4 separate regions of the Gossypium hirsutum genome follow, and regions 2, 3 and 4 are each linked to region 1. The links are chromatin contacts, called in public Hi-C maps. All regions are on one chromosome and are shown on one strand. Each heading gives the region's core, a stretch centred on a gene start, on an enhancer-like site or on the middle of the called end of the contact. The rest is flanking DNA. Distances are from core to core; before and after follow the strand shown. Region 1 holds the start of LOC107913656 (ISWI chromatin-remodeling complex ATPase CHR11). Region 2 holds the start of LOC107913651 (divinyl chlorophyllide a 8-vinyl-reductase, chloroplastic). Region 3 holds the start of LOC107916034 (acyl-CoA-binding domain-containing protein 6). Region 4 overlaps LOC107913653 (a long non-coding RNA gene).

What was found. Hi-C and Micro-C count contacts between places; a contact is called where the count stands out from the background.
Region 2: a Hi-C map of leaf shows a contact between it and region 1, with 2.8 times the contacts expected there. The contact joins the promoter of LOC107913651 here to the promoter of LOC107913656 in region 1. A contact is called at or near these places in 4 of 34 Hi-C or Micro-C datasets (anther, hypocotyl and leaf).
Region 3: a Hi-C map of leaf shows a contact between it and region 1, with 2.7 times the contacts expected there. The contact joins the promoter of LOC107916034 here to the promoter of LOC107913656 in region 1. A contact is called at or near these places in 17 of 34 Hi-C or Micro-C datasets (anther, callus, hypocotyl and 3 more).
Region 4: a Hi-C map of leaf shows a contact between it and region 1, with 2.9 times the contacts expected there. The contact joins the enhancer-like site here to the promoter of LOC107913656 in region 1. A contact is called at or near these places in 16 of 34 Hi-C or Micro-C datasets (anther, callus, fibers and 4 more).

The regions. Positions count from the first base shown.
Region 1 is chrD10:48,699,376-48,702,862 of Gossypium_hirsutum_v2.1, reverse strand. LOC107913656 (ISWI chromatin-remodeling complex ATPase CHR11) reads right to left here and starts at 1,927. Exons shown (of 25, transcript XM_041102433.1): 1 at 1,642-1,927; 2 at 1,297-1,428; 3 at 1,112-1,218; 4 at 790-896; 5 at 605-702; 6 at 298-477; 7 at 7-228. The coding sequence starts at 1,833.
Region 2 is chrD10:48,465,814-48,469,300 of Gossypium_hirsutum_v2.1, reverse strand. It overlaps LOC107913651 (divinyl chlorophyllide a 8-vinyl-reductase, chloroplastic), which reads right to left and starts at 1,975. Exons shown (of 1, transcript XM_016842302.2): 1 at 376-1,975. The coding sequence starts at 1,790. The coding sequence ends at 555. It overlaps LOC107913648, which reads left to right and starts at 2,236. Exons shown (of 4, transcript XM_016842298.2): 1 at 2,236-2,463; 2 at 2,557-2,694; 3 at 2,911-3,159; 4 at 3,385-3,487. The coding sequence starts at 2,392.
Region 3 is chrD10:48,905,284-48,908,770 of Gossypium_hirsutum_v2.1, reverse strand. LOC107916034 (acyl-CoA-binding domain-containing protein 6) reads right to left here and starts at 1,540. Exons shown (of 16, transcript XM_041102437.1): 1 at 1,465-1,540; 2 at 989-1,078; 3 at 695-776; 4 at 311-454; 5 at 1-177. The coding sequence starts at 1,026. LOC107915907 (monothiol glutaredoxin-S2) reads right to left here and starts at 3,169. Exons shown (of 1, transcript XM_016845095.2): 1 at 2,527-3,169. The coding sequence starts at 3,063. The coding sequence ends at 2,755.
Region 4 is chrD10:48,534,198-48,537,684 of Gossypium_hirsutum_v2.1, reverse strand. LOC107913653 (a long non-coding RNA gene) reads right to left here. Exons shown (of 3, transcript XR_001688596.2): 1 at 3,433-3,487; 2 at 1,916-2,652; 3 at 1,383-1,741. Among protein-coding and RNA genes, the nearest start is that of LOC107913653, 3.4 kb to the right of the region's middle. Within about 2 kb of position 1,509, at least 1 of the 9 cell types and tissues checked has an H3K27ac peak or open chromatin away from gene starts, as enhancers often do.

The DNA.
Region 1 (3,487 bases), core at 678-3,177:
GCATACCTGAAGTGGAGTACCCGTAATAAGAAGACGGTAATTAGTATTGTAGAGTCTCATTGTTTTTGAAAGGAGTGAATTCTCATTCTTGATTCGATGGGCTTCATCAATAATTATATAGCGCCAACTAAAACGACGCAAGGTAGACTTCTCCTTGATGGCCATTTCAAAACTTGTGACACAGACATCAAACTTCCCAGCAACCAGTAACTCCTCACGGATGCATCTCTGTAGAAATTAAAAGGCATCAATAATCATGTATAGAGTAAACAGAAAAGCATGCATCAAGCAACTTACTCGTTCCTCAGGATTCCCAAGAAACTTTACAGCTCGCAAGACTGGGCAAAACCGACGAATTTCATTCATCCAGTTACCAAGAGTTGATTTTGGAGCAACAACCATATGAGGGCCAGTAATCCCGCGGTATTCATGCAGATAGCCCATTAAGGAGATGGTTTGCAAAGTTTTTCCCAATCCCTGCATTCAAACATTTAGTGAACAAACATCAGCCAGTGACATCTCTGCTTGTTCTGACCGTAGAATTGAGACTTGACAAAGAACTTAAACAGTAAACAATCTCTAAAGTCACAGCTACACCACATACCATTTCATCTGCTAGAATTCCATTGATACCATTCTCATACAGTCGTATAAGCCAATTTAAACCAGCAAGTTGGTAGTCCCTCATCTTTCCCTGAATACCTAGAGATACAGAGATGGAGAAATGAAAAACGTTGAACTGATTTCTCCAACTGATAGGTCTAGGTGAGCAAGAGAGAAAGAACTTACAAGAAGGCTGAGTCACCAACCGTGTATTTCCAGACAAACCATCTTCTTCCTCCTTCAAACACTCTTCATCTTCTTCCTCTTCAGTTACTTTTGAAGCATGACGGCCCCTATATTAAACAATTGGAGGAAACCATTACTAGAGAATGTCTAAGTCAAAACAATTTTAATATAAAGTAGTTCCCAAAAAAAAAAAAAACAATGAAAATCATAGTAGCCAAATGATAAAAAAAAATGCATTGTTTACAACCAGCAATATCATAAAAACAACACAAAAAAAGATAAATTGCGGATTTCAACATATTTTGCAGTATATAGAGTGTACCTTCCTTTCACCTTTTTTTGTGATGAAGATTGGTCACCTTTAGCAAAATGAGCAAACAACTCTGTTTGCTGCAAAAGATACTTCAAACGCCCCTTCCCCCTATTATTCTGCCACAAATCAAGCATTAAAGAACCATCAATTATACTTAAAATAACTGAATGTGAACTTTTCTATAGAATACACACCATATCGGCATCAATGGCAGCATTCTGAGCGTCCAATATTTCCTGAACCTTCTGCTTCTTTAGCTTCTGCATTTCTTTTAACCTTTCCTTTTCACGCTTACTAACTTCTGGATCATCACCGTTAGACTCGTCCTACAAAAAAAAAATCATTTAATTTAGATAGGAACATTAAAGTTGAAATTAAGCTTCCCTAGGAGCATAATTCATTCTAGAGTGTAAAAACTAAAAGCTTAAAAGTAAAGTTTTTCAATCATTAGCAAACCCTAACTATAAACAACAACCAAAAGGAAAAATTTTTGAAAGCAAGATAAAGAAGTTGATAAGAGGGGGCAAATAGTAAAAGACCTCATCGGCGATTTCTTCAGGGACGGGTTCATCGTCTTCGTCGGAAGCGGCGTCGGAGCGTGCAACGGCTTCGAGCTCTTCGTCGTCGTCGTCGTCTTCCTCCATCCGGTCGTTGATTCGCTCATCTTCAGAAGAATCGGAGCCATTGGATAGGGGTTCATCAGACGACGCCGGCTTCGACGATTTCGCCATCACTTTGACAGATCGAGGGTTTCTTCTTTCTCTTTGTCTTCTATTTTTCGTTCAGTGAAAGGAAAGAGAAAGAGTAAGGAAAAGGCCGAGTATTTATTTGTAAGGGAAGTTATGGGGCGCAAAATAAAATTGAGAGTGAAATAAAGTTGGTAAAATTGTGGCCGTTGGATTTGGAGATGGGGAGATTGAATGCTTTGAAGTGGATTGAGTGTCAATTGAGGAATTTCCCGCCAATTAGAGAAACCACGGTTTCCCGCCTACTTAACCCGCTGGCTGCCTACCTCAGGCCTTAGCGTCCTCGTTCTCGGAGCTGGCAAAGTTCCAACCCTTCAATTCACCGATTTGAGTTGCCATGTTAAACTTTGTTCAAAATCGATTTTTTAAAAATTCAATTTAATTTGGATTGAGTTTTAAAAGTTCAATCGACTTATTTGAATTTAAATTTTAATAATAGTTTTCTTTTAATAGTTTTTAATAATATTTAAAATTCTAAGTTGCAATTCATTTCAATTCATGAACATTTTTACATGAACACCATGGTTGAAGATTACAAAAACACTATTGTTTCTTTAAAGGAGAACATAGTATGTTGATACAAGGCCCAATAAAGGAGGACATAGTGGTGGATCAGTGAAGGTCGGTTCACCTAGAAAGGAGAAGAGTCAGAAAGAAAAAAAGAGGATAGATTAACTAAGGTGAAAAAGGAGAGATTTGCTTAAAGTAACTTAAGGGTTTCAAAAGGTCAATTCTTTCTTCATCGTTGTAAGGGTATTTATAGGTAAGGTACTCATGTCCACAAATGTGACATGGCAAGATAAATACTCAGTCCCACAAAATGCTTAAAGGATATTTATGGGCGTGAAGGGTATGCACCGTGGGGCCCATCCTATTATGTACTTGATTAATACAAAGAAGTTATGCCTAAACAAGCTCCTTATTGAATTGAGAGTGTGCTCACACCTAAAAGCAGGTGGTTTTGATGATGAAAAGGTGTTACAACTCCCCAAGTTTAGATGGGTGGCCAACTAAGATACTATCTCAAATGGAGTCAAAAAGAAAGTCAACGTTTTTTGCCATGCTGACACGTGTCTATGTAGCAAAGGGGTATAACAATAGTCCTTCAATCGAACAAGAGGTTATACAATGGCCTTTCGTGAGACATTCATCCATGTAACTATTTAAAGAAGATGAAAAATGCTTCCCCTTACCGGTGGAAAGCGAAGAGTTATTGCATCCATTCTAGAAGTTTCATCATAAATTTGACTATGTTTAGGGAGAAGTGACCATGATGAAAGATGTTTGACACGGTACATGGCTAGATGCCATTGGCCATAGCCTTTGAGCCCAAAACGGTGCCTTTATGAAATCTTGTTGGGAAGATCTATAAATTTGGGTTCCAATCATCTATGAAGTCATTTATGTTTTCTTTAATTCTTACATTTTCTTCATTTTTCTTTAGTTGTTGCCAACTTCAGAGTTTAAAGGTTTTCCTCATGTTTTACTTTCAGCTTTTCATTTGTTCTTTTGCCATTTTCGCCACAAGAATCTACAATGGCTAGGGGTCAGAGGTCTACAAGAGAGAGAAGGTTTATAATGAGCCAACCATCACCTCCACTGCCAAAGGATAGGTCTTCTGCCACCTGAGATAAGCGAC
Region 2 (3,487 bases), core at 726-3,225, 230 kb after region 1:
CTATATTTTACTTAATGTAAGATAAAAACTTTTTTTTGTTATCCTTTTATAATGGCTAAGACAGAGCCACTGTAATTTTATGGCTCAACTAGAAAACATTTCCCTCGTACAAAGGTAAGGGTGTTTGGTTTAAACAAAAGAACTATCTTTAAAGTAGGTTTTTACAATGTGTAAGAATGATGCTCTCTAAAAATATTTATAAGAGAAAGATAAAAACAATGAAGAACTAAAGTGATTTCTTTTGATTGTGTGTCTCTTGCTTCTTGGAGTGTTCTTCCTTCTTGATTTCCTTCGAATATCATCTTCCATTTAGAAAATATACAAAAGTCTTGAAGTTTTTATGATGGTACAGATAGAAGTAAATGTTGCACACAATTCAGACAATAGAAACAATTCTTTATATTCCATAACAATGGCAGTTTCCAAGGTAAAATCTTTACAAATACAATGTGGGATTCACTAGTTTTAGATCTTTTTTAAGGTTAGGGAAAGCTGCTTATACCTCAAATCATGTTCTAATACAAAACTGGTTCACTCAATGAAGCAATCAGCTTTCAAAAGATGGATTGTTCACCTAATTCCTGACCAGCCATCCCTTCCCTCAGCACTCTCGCGAAGAACTCTTCCAACGTATCGGTTCCATAGCTCGGTGTTTTCTCGGCACTGTATTCTCCTGTTTCGGGATCCAAAATCAACATACTTTCGGCAGCGTAATATCTTCCGATTTTACCAAACTCAGCGGCATCTTCCATTGAAGGGAAGATCTTAACAAGGAAGTCGAGAATCCCAATGGCAAAGTCCATGATCCCAATAGGCACTTTCAAGAACTTTGGTTCCTTCCCTACAAGCTTAAACAACATCTCCCCTTGCTCCAATGGTGTCCATGCCTTCCCAGGACCGCCTATCGGCAAAATCTGATTAATCTTATCCTCTTTCAAAACACAATCTGCAATGAAGGAAGCCAAATCTTGTTCACTAATTGGCTTACAAGCACATAATTTGCCATCACCAAACATCACATAAGGCTTTCCATCTTTCACTAAGTCAACTTGACCCCCTAAACTCTTAAAGAATGCAGTTGGCCTAACAATACTGTAAGTAAACCCGTCATCTCCTTCGGCTTCTTTCATCAATTCGGCCTCAAATTTCAGCTTAGCTCGCTGGAATTCGAGGAGGGGTTTTTGGACACAAATGGCAGATAGCAACACAAAATGTGAAGCCCCGAAGTTCTTACCAGCAACAAGGCTGTTCTTTGTAGCTTCATAATCAATTTTCCATGAATCCTTAACACCACCAGTACGGCTAGCAAGACAAGAGACAACAACATCAATGGGAAACCCTAAATTTTTCACAGATTTCTCAAAAATGTCTAAATTGGTGACATCAGAGAAACATACATTAGCTCCATTTAAATCACTCAAAGTATCTTCCTTGCTGTTTTTGCCTCTAATCCCACTTCTTTCCCTAGCAATGGCTATAACATTAAACCCTCTATTGATCAACTCTTTCACCACAAATTTCCCAATATAACCGGTAGAACCCACCACCAAAACATTGATGTCTTTTGGGTTCTTGTTTCTAAATGAAGCTGATACAGCTGTTTGAACAGGCTTTGTTGCTAAAGCTTTAACAAGTTTAAACCTTTCTACATTAAAGGGTATTGATTTTGAAGTAAAAGGAGCTGGTTTTACCTGGATTTGATTGATGAACTGAGAACTGAAACGTGTTTTGTGAGTTTGGGACTTTGGTGAGTGAACAGTGAAGGCATTGAAAGATAAACAAAGTGACATTTTTTTTCACCTAAGAAGAGAAATCTGGGGAAACTGGTCTTTGTCACTCGAAATTAAAGAGAGAAAGGGAAAGAAAATGTGGGAACATTTGAGGTGAATGATGAACGAGATTGGGGGTTTTCATGGTCAGTAAAGTTCCTCCAGCCAAAAGAAAAATCTAATGAAGATTGGTGGTGGATAACATTGGTGATAGCCCCAGCTGAAAAAGAATTATATAGAATTGCTCATTTTCTCCATAGATAGTGATAAATATTAATTTCATCCCCTGAACTTTTCAAACTTTCTTTCTTAGTCCCTGGGTCCAATGGGCTGTCTGTGGCCAAGAACTGAAAAGGCCTTTTTATATATGCATATGTAGTGTTATAAATATTAGGCCCAAAAAGACCATTAGCCCAGGGACAAATCTTGTAGTTGAAAGCTGAAACGACGCTGTTTCATTCATATTGTTGATTACAAGAATCAATAATAGGTAAGACTGTCTGATTCTTAACTTCAATATTCACTTGAAGAAGAACACAAATTCCCATACGAAAAATAAAATTATATTATCAATCATTAATTTTTATCTTTCAGTTTTAGCCGATAAAAAAAAAACAAAACCATGAATGAATCTGATTATACATACAGTTCAATCCCAAACGATGTAGCTCTCAAAATTGCTTCTTCCCTTGAGGTAATTTGCTTCCTCTTCATTTCCATCCTTTCTTTTCTTCTTTCTGGGTATCGGTGGAATCTAAACATGGTTTCCGGGTCGTCTGGTTTTTAGGTGACTGATCTTTCCTGCTTGAGTTGTTGTTCTCGGGTCTGGAGGGATTTATGGGGCTCCGATTGTTTATGGGAACCCTTATTTAAACAAAGATGGCCTCTTTTATATGAAGATGTCTTGAAAGACCCCGACTTCAAGGTTTTTTCTTTTTTAAGTTTTATTTATGGTAATTTAGCTTTGGAATTGTTGGTTTTGGCTTAATTGCAATGGGTGTTTCGAGTTCTTTTCCAGTTTATCATTCAAGTTGAAACTATTAGTGTTGAAGTAAATACATGTAATTAAATATGTTAGGCAAATTCAATTGTTTGTATTGATATGAAAATTGTTGAGAAAAAAAATTAAAAATGATGGTAGGGTTGGAGGGGATTTTACATAAAGCAGCACAAGGAGATGAAGGATCAAGCTGATTCGGTTGTTAAATTTGTAGAAAAATGTTTGCAATCCGAATCAATCCAGGTCAATGACTATCTGAAAGCGATTGAATGCCTGAAATTGATGGGGTTCGGGTTTAAAGATGTTCAAATGTTGCTGCTCAAACCAAAGCTGAATGTTTTGCTTAACCTGGTTGGACTTCATTACTGCCTTAACATCCTTAAAGTGCCGGTAACTTTTCATGTTTTATGTATTTTTCATGCATTTTTTTCTTGTATGCTTGTTTTGTTTACATTGTGGAATTAGTGTTCTTAGATGGTCACAAGCGCGGCTGAAAGCTAAACCAGTGTGGCTGCTTTTAGATAATGGTTTCTCTATAGATTTTGAATCTGTATTTCTAGATATGTTAATGCTACACATGTTAGAACTAAAAAAATTATGAATGATACCGAGCAGGCTTCGGATGTCATGGAAGCGCTCAATAGTAGCAACATTAAAAACCGCCAAATTTGTATCAAATGGTGGAAGCTCGGCAGATGGTTCTATGGATTCCGTATGC
Region 3 (3,487 bases), core at 291-2,790, 210 kb before region 1:
ATGGCCCTTGCATGAAGGAATCTTAAGTGGAAGATTGCTTGGCGACAAGTAAAGCTTCGATGATGCCATGGTCCAAGAAAAAGTGTCGAAATTAAGAACCTGCACATCATCTAACAATCCGTTTGCAGATTCACCACCAACCACTATCATCTTGTTCCCGACAACAGTGGCAGCATGCTACTCAAGGAACACGGAAATATTTCAGCATTTCCGTCATAACCGATATACAAAATTTGAATTAAGTCATTAACCCTAAGATATGAAGCAATCAGACAATTGGAAAACATCGATAGACATATATATATATTACATTAAAGCGTGGCTCAGGCGTTTCTCCAGCAACTGACAATACCATCCAATTCTCGGAGTTCCCTGATGAATTAATCACAGGGGCAGGAGGACAGTGGGATTCAAGTTCATCAGAATGATTAACAGCAAGCATAGCAGACTCAACCTGAAACACATTAGAAGGCTTTAGCAACTTATACACGCTATGTTCCTTGGACTCTTCATTTTCTTTAAGTACTCATATTGGAGGCATGGGGAGATGAACTCCAAATATATGAAAAAACATAGAAAAATCTAACCATACGATAACGTATGATAGCCATATCCAACACACCGAGACCGAGTAATATATTATACACATGCCTACTGTTACAAAACCGAAATTCAAACATGTCAAAAGCCTCACATTTGGATTGTTGCTTTGTTTGGGCGGTCTCATAGGACTTTTAATTCCATTGGCGGACTCTGAAAGCTGTACTTTCTTCACTCTAAATCAAAACAAAAAATATACTAAAAATAAGTGAACAATGTTCAGCAACAAAAGGTCTTCTTCATGAAAACAAAAGATGTGGGATTTGGGGAAATATTTAATCAAGTTTGCATACTTTATCCACCAAGTTTCTTCATTGACAAAAAGGTAAAAAGAACATAAATTTAAATAAAAAATAGAAAATGATATATATGGGAAGAAGAAACTGACCTGCCAAGCTTCATGCGTCTACGAGAAAAGCTAAACATTTTCACCAAAGCAAAGCAAAACTCTTTCAATCAAAAACCAGGAAATAAAGCCCTAAAATTTCCACAAAAAATGAAGCTACATTATCATCAAGACTAAAACAACAAAAAAGCCTAACACTTCATTTATCAAAGTTCTGTTTTTTATTTTTATTTTTCTAAAAAAAACAAAGTACAATCGGGTCATATGTTAAACCTGAGACAAAAAGGTTTGACCTTTAAACTTGGACTTGAGCTGTTTGAGAATAAAAAAAAAGGAAAATGAAATAAAATTAATGGGCCATTGAGGAAATGAAGGTAGATGAGGAAGAAAGTAGTTGAAGCATTAGCTTGAGAGTGTGAAAGACCACTAAGAAGGTGCAATTATGCAAATGGGGTTTCATTGAAGAAGTGAACTGTACTTCTGCAAATAGTGATGATAGAGAGAGAGAGACAAAGTACCGGGTCGTCTTGTCCTGTTGTGTTTTGTTTGATTTATGAGATCCTTTGCCAAGATTTGCTTTGGAAGGTCCCTCTAACAACCTATAGATAATAGTGGTAGCTAGCTACTTAGCTTAATACCATGAAAATTAAAACTATGTACTAAAAACTTAAATTACAATTAAAATGGAAACAAAGAAGTTACTTTCATTCCAACTACCCACTTTCTTTTCCAGTTTTTACTATTTCCATGAGGGTGACTGAGGACGAGTGAGAAATAACATGGGAAATTTGAATAAGTTTCTGTGTCAAAAAAGATGGCAAAAATAAAGAGACCATGTTAAAAAAATACGTGTAGTTTTGTTGTTTAGTGTAAAGCTTTGGATGGTCGAGCCTCGAGGCATTTAATGGCGAGCGGCAGTGGGCTCCATTAAAAAGGATCCATCTCTCTCGGGAATTGCGTGCGGCTGCCATCACTGCCTCTGCCTGCTACAACTTTTCATCACACTGTACCTTTTTCTCTCTATACATTATCAATCCTGGCCCATTTACTCCAGAAATTTTGCAACCCAAATCCATTTATCTTTTTCGAAATGCCCATTTATATACTTCCAAGTATTATTTTCACAAGTTTTCGCTACAAATATTAATGCTCTTGATGTTGATATATTTTATAGTTGTGAACTTGAGATTTTTTCAAGTCTACTTATATAATAAATTATTAATCCAAACTTTAAATTTATTTATTATATTTTAATTTAAAAAATATATTTATATTATTTTTAATTTAGTATTTAATATTTTTTTATTTTTTATTTATAAAATTTTATATATAGACATCTTAACATTTTTTAAATGTTTATATTAAAGTAGTATATAAAGCTATAGATTTAATTTTTTATATATTATAAATTACCTAATATATAAAAAGAACATAATATAATATATTGCAAAGTTAGAAAAATGAGTTGGGCCAGGCTCGATCTTTGAATATTTTGATATTTTAAATTAATTTAAACTTTTTTTTAAGTCTCAAATTTCAAAGGATTATTTACCGTTTGTTAGAAAGACAAAAGACTAATGTAAATGTAAATCGCAACTTTTATTACTCAAAAAAACATAATTAGTACATTACCAAATAGATAACATACCCACTCACTAAGAGAAGTCGTTAATTAGTAGTGCTTACTGTTAATTAGACCTGAAATCTACACTCTCATGGATCTAATTTATGTGATTATATATAATAATATATAATAATCACAATTTTATTAGTGCCTTGGCATGCAAGTTAGTGGATTAATTTTTGGATTAAACCCAAAGTGCCCCAACTCTTCTAAGCATTGGAATTAAGGATCGATTAAGATGAAGACTCATGACCTCATTAGCTCCACCAACGAATTCACCACCAATGAAGACGGCTGGGACAGAAGGGTTGCAACCGAGCCTCGAAAGAGTTTGTTCGATTTCACGCCCTCTAGAAATCTCATCGAGTTCGTGAACCGCAGGGTTGACACCAAAGTCGTAGAAAAGGGTTTTGATGGTGTGGGACATGCAACACGAACTCTTGCTGAAGATCACCACTGGCTTCTCGGATGCCAACTTTGTCACTCTCTCCATTTGATATACTACGCGGAAAACAATGCCAAAAGTTAGGAAGGGTTTTGCAAGTGAGAGGCTAAATGTATAGCTGTTGTTGAGATTGTGAGGTGCTTTGAATGCTCAACACCCACTGGTTTATATAGGGTTTTTGAGGAATCTGGTGGTGTTTGGTCGGCAAGAAAGCTAGTTTCCCTTTTTTGTTGGAAATGAAAATGAAAAAATAAAAGGAAAACATCAGAAAATTGTTCGATTAGATCATAAAAGAAAGCGATCAAATGCTGAACAAAAAAGAAGGATAGAGCAGCATCACGAATCTTTCTTTGCATACGGAATTGGTGTCCTTTGTACGGTGAAACATTATAATTTTTACTAACTTTCATCGTTTTATTCATATTTTTCTTGGTAAAAAATTACCATGGAAATCCTTATATAATAGAAATCA
Region 4 (3,487 bases), core at 260-2,759, 160 kb after region 1:
TTAAAAAAAAATTAAAAAACACTTCTTCCATTATGTCCAAGTTTTACAAAGAAGGTTAAATTATACTCCAAATTTCAGCACTTTTTGTATATTTAAAATTTAACCTATTACTTTTATTTTAAGGAATTCATGCACTTTTCATATTTGAAAATATAAGTTCAATTCTTAAGAACATCATTCTTTTTGTCACACGGTTAGCATATAAGTTTCTTTTAACTTTAAAATATTACATTAACAAATTTAATGGAAAAAAATTAATAATTGAAAATAAATTTTGAAAACCAAAAGATAAAAATATAAAGTTCTTAAAATAAAAATAAAAAAATAAAAATTTAAATCTACGAAAAATATAGAAATTTGGAGTATAGTTTAACCAAAAGAAAAATCTCTGTTTTTAAAAAAAAAAGAAAATTCTAAAACATTTTTTATATAAAGAATTGGAAATCAAGTCGACCTTAAAAGCAAAACAATCAAGAAAGAAGGAAAGAGAAGCTAAAGCTTCAACTAGAAACTGATGAGACTCCATTTCATTCACCATTATTGATTTAAAAACCTGCCAATAAGAAAATTCACTTTGGTTGAAGCTTAACTCAAACAGCATTGGCTCTTCACATTTAATAAATATGTTTTCGTTTTTTATTTATGCTTTTTTTATATATTTTTTAAAAATCATTTTTATTAATTTTATCTAAATGTGGCACGTTTGGTTCGCTGTGATGGAATAGAGCTGTAATCAGTCATTCAATTGTTTGGTTGAATAGAATGGAATAAAACTGTAATGGTATTCTTGTATTTGGTTGAATGGAATGATGTTGTAATAGTATAGAAAAAAAAGCTAAAATGACGAGAGTACCCTTAATAGATTTTTTTAAGTACATAATTATTGTTATTAAATTTTACTAAGATTATTATTAAAATAATAAATAATTTAATCATGTTTTAATATAATTATTACTAAATATAATTAAATAAAAATAAAAATATATAATTTAATAACATTCTTAATATATTTTTTATTAAAATATAAAATAATAAAAATCATAACATAATGTCATGGGATCGTAGTTGTCAAAATTACAAATATTGATCCAACAACAATAATTATTCTCATTTTTATATATATGAAAAATATCAAACATTTATACATCAAACAAACTCATGTTTTAACTTCTCTATGAGACTACCCTAGCCAACCAAAAGTTTGTAGACCAAATCAAAAGCCATGCAAAATGGATTCCACCATAAAATGTTGGACACATGGGAGATATAAATTCCATTGGCTGTCATCACCAAAGTTAGATCAACTAATGTATAAATGAACACTAACAAAGCATAATAAACGGTAGTACAATTGATGCAGGCACATAAGGAGTAGGAGCATATGAGAGAATTGCTTTTTAAAGTCTCAGCAGTAGATAAATATTTGAATTATTGAACAACAATGGATTAATCTACACAAACATCCATGGAAAGTAATGACAAAAAGGGGTAAGTAGGAATTTTTCCACATATTCCCCGGTTCTGTTGTGTTCGAATTTTCTTGGAGCTGAACATCATGTACAATACAAGATAATTTTCATAGCGAGTATGCAGGGCGTAATATGTGCCTAAAGATCTATTTTTCCGGTGATTTCCTCATCCTCCGAGGCAGCATATTCATCTTCACTCAGTTTTTCGTCACTTGACTTCACTTCTTCTGCTCCTACAATATCTTCAGGCTTGACATATTTCTCACTGTATTCTGGTACACGAAAAGAGTCATAACTTATAAGCATTCTAGGAATAAGAAAAAAAAGGCATCCTTAGAATGCCATTGCAAAAAGAAGACATGAAATGTATGCTTCAGATCAATTAGAACCAGATTTTGAAAGTCCATCTCCAATTATGCAGCCATTTCTTCATAACCAAAACAAACCTGCCCATTTCCATGTTCAAACTCCAACTTCAAACAATAATAGTCTCTTGATAGAAGATAAACCTGCAGGCTTTGAGCAAGTTATAATTAAGATAATAAAATGTCCACATAATTCCAACCAGAAAACTTTTGGAACAAATAGCATTGATCAATAAGTCACTGATGAATAATTACAACAAAGATGAAGAATACCTTTCCTTCTTATTGAGGAAAACTACAATAGTGGATGCTTTCCTTACAACAAAGATGAAGAATACCTTTCCTTCTTATTGAGGAAAACTACAATAGTGAATGCTTTCCTCTACTCCATCACAAACTTTCCGCATGTTAGAATAATTACAGCCTTTATGCTTGTCTATCGAACCAATAAAGACAACACCAAGTCCTAAACTACAGAATATAATGCTATTCGCTCTACCAGTTCAACAACCTTATCAGACGGTGGAGGCCTTGGGCCATATGGATCATAAACTTGAGGGTATTTGAACCTTTTAGACTTAGCATTGGGATCTCTAGGAACGAAATCATGCTGAAATGCCTGGACCTGCAAAGGCCCCATTATTTCACGAATGGAGGGGCGGGCACAAACTGCTTTCAGAAGTCTGACCAAGTTCATTATTCTGCACCAGATAACACAATGACGTGTGGACAATATGGAGAATTTATCTGCTTCAACTAAGTAAAGAAAAGGCGTCTTCCGTTTTAAATACTTTCAACGCTACCTGATAAGAGCGCACCTGCAGGGAACGGAAAACTATTACTATTTTACAGAGGAAAGACACTTCTGACAGCTAATAAAAAGGCAATTAATATCTGGCTATCAACACAAAAGATACAGCCTGTCAAACCAAATAATCGATTGTGAACATTCACAAGTTATTAAAATGCATTACATCATAACCATATTTATATATTTTTCATGGTTGTATTTAGCTGATGCAATTACTGACTACTGGTCTGAACACACAACATATTTAGCTTCAATAAGTCAACAACCAAGTTGAGCTCAATGGCCGGCAATCATGTGGTTTTCGGAGAACTAGACCCATACTTCTAATGACCAATGATCGAACCCTGATTATCTAAAATATCAAAAAGTAAGTTGAGATAGAAATCATTTAGCAGGTTCATGGTATACTCGACTCATAATTCTAATGGATAAGGATCAAATCCACACAACCTCAAATATATAAAAACAAATTGAGCTAACAATCATGTTATCTGTCGGTAGATTGCTTGAATCATAGTTTAACAGCCAAGCATCAAAACCCAAAAATCTCAAATATCAAAAACCAAGTCAAGCCAATGGTCATGTCGTCTGTTGGTAGATTGCTTAACTCATAGCTCTGATGGCCAAGGACCAAACCCTCACAATCTCAAATATCAAAACAAAGTTGAGCCAACAATCATGTAACATGCATGTACCAGCCCTTCCCAGCATGCTCATATAATCCTATACCTTTCCTAGCATGCTCATATAAAACTTCAAACGAGGTAAAGAAATGAAAAAGTAATACCTGTGCGATCGAAGCTGAACCGAGAGGATTTACATCAAAATTCTCAAAAATTTCA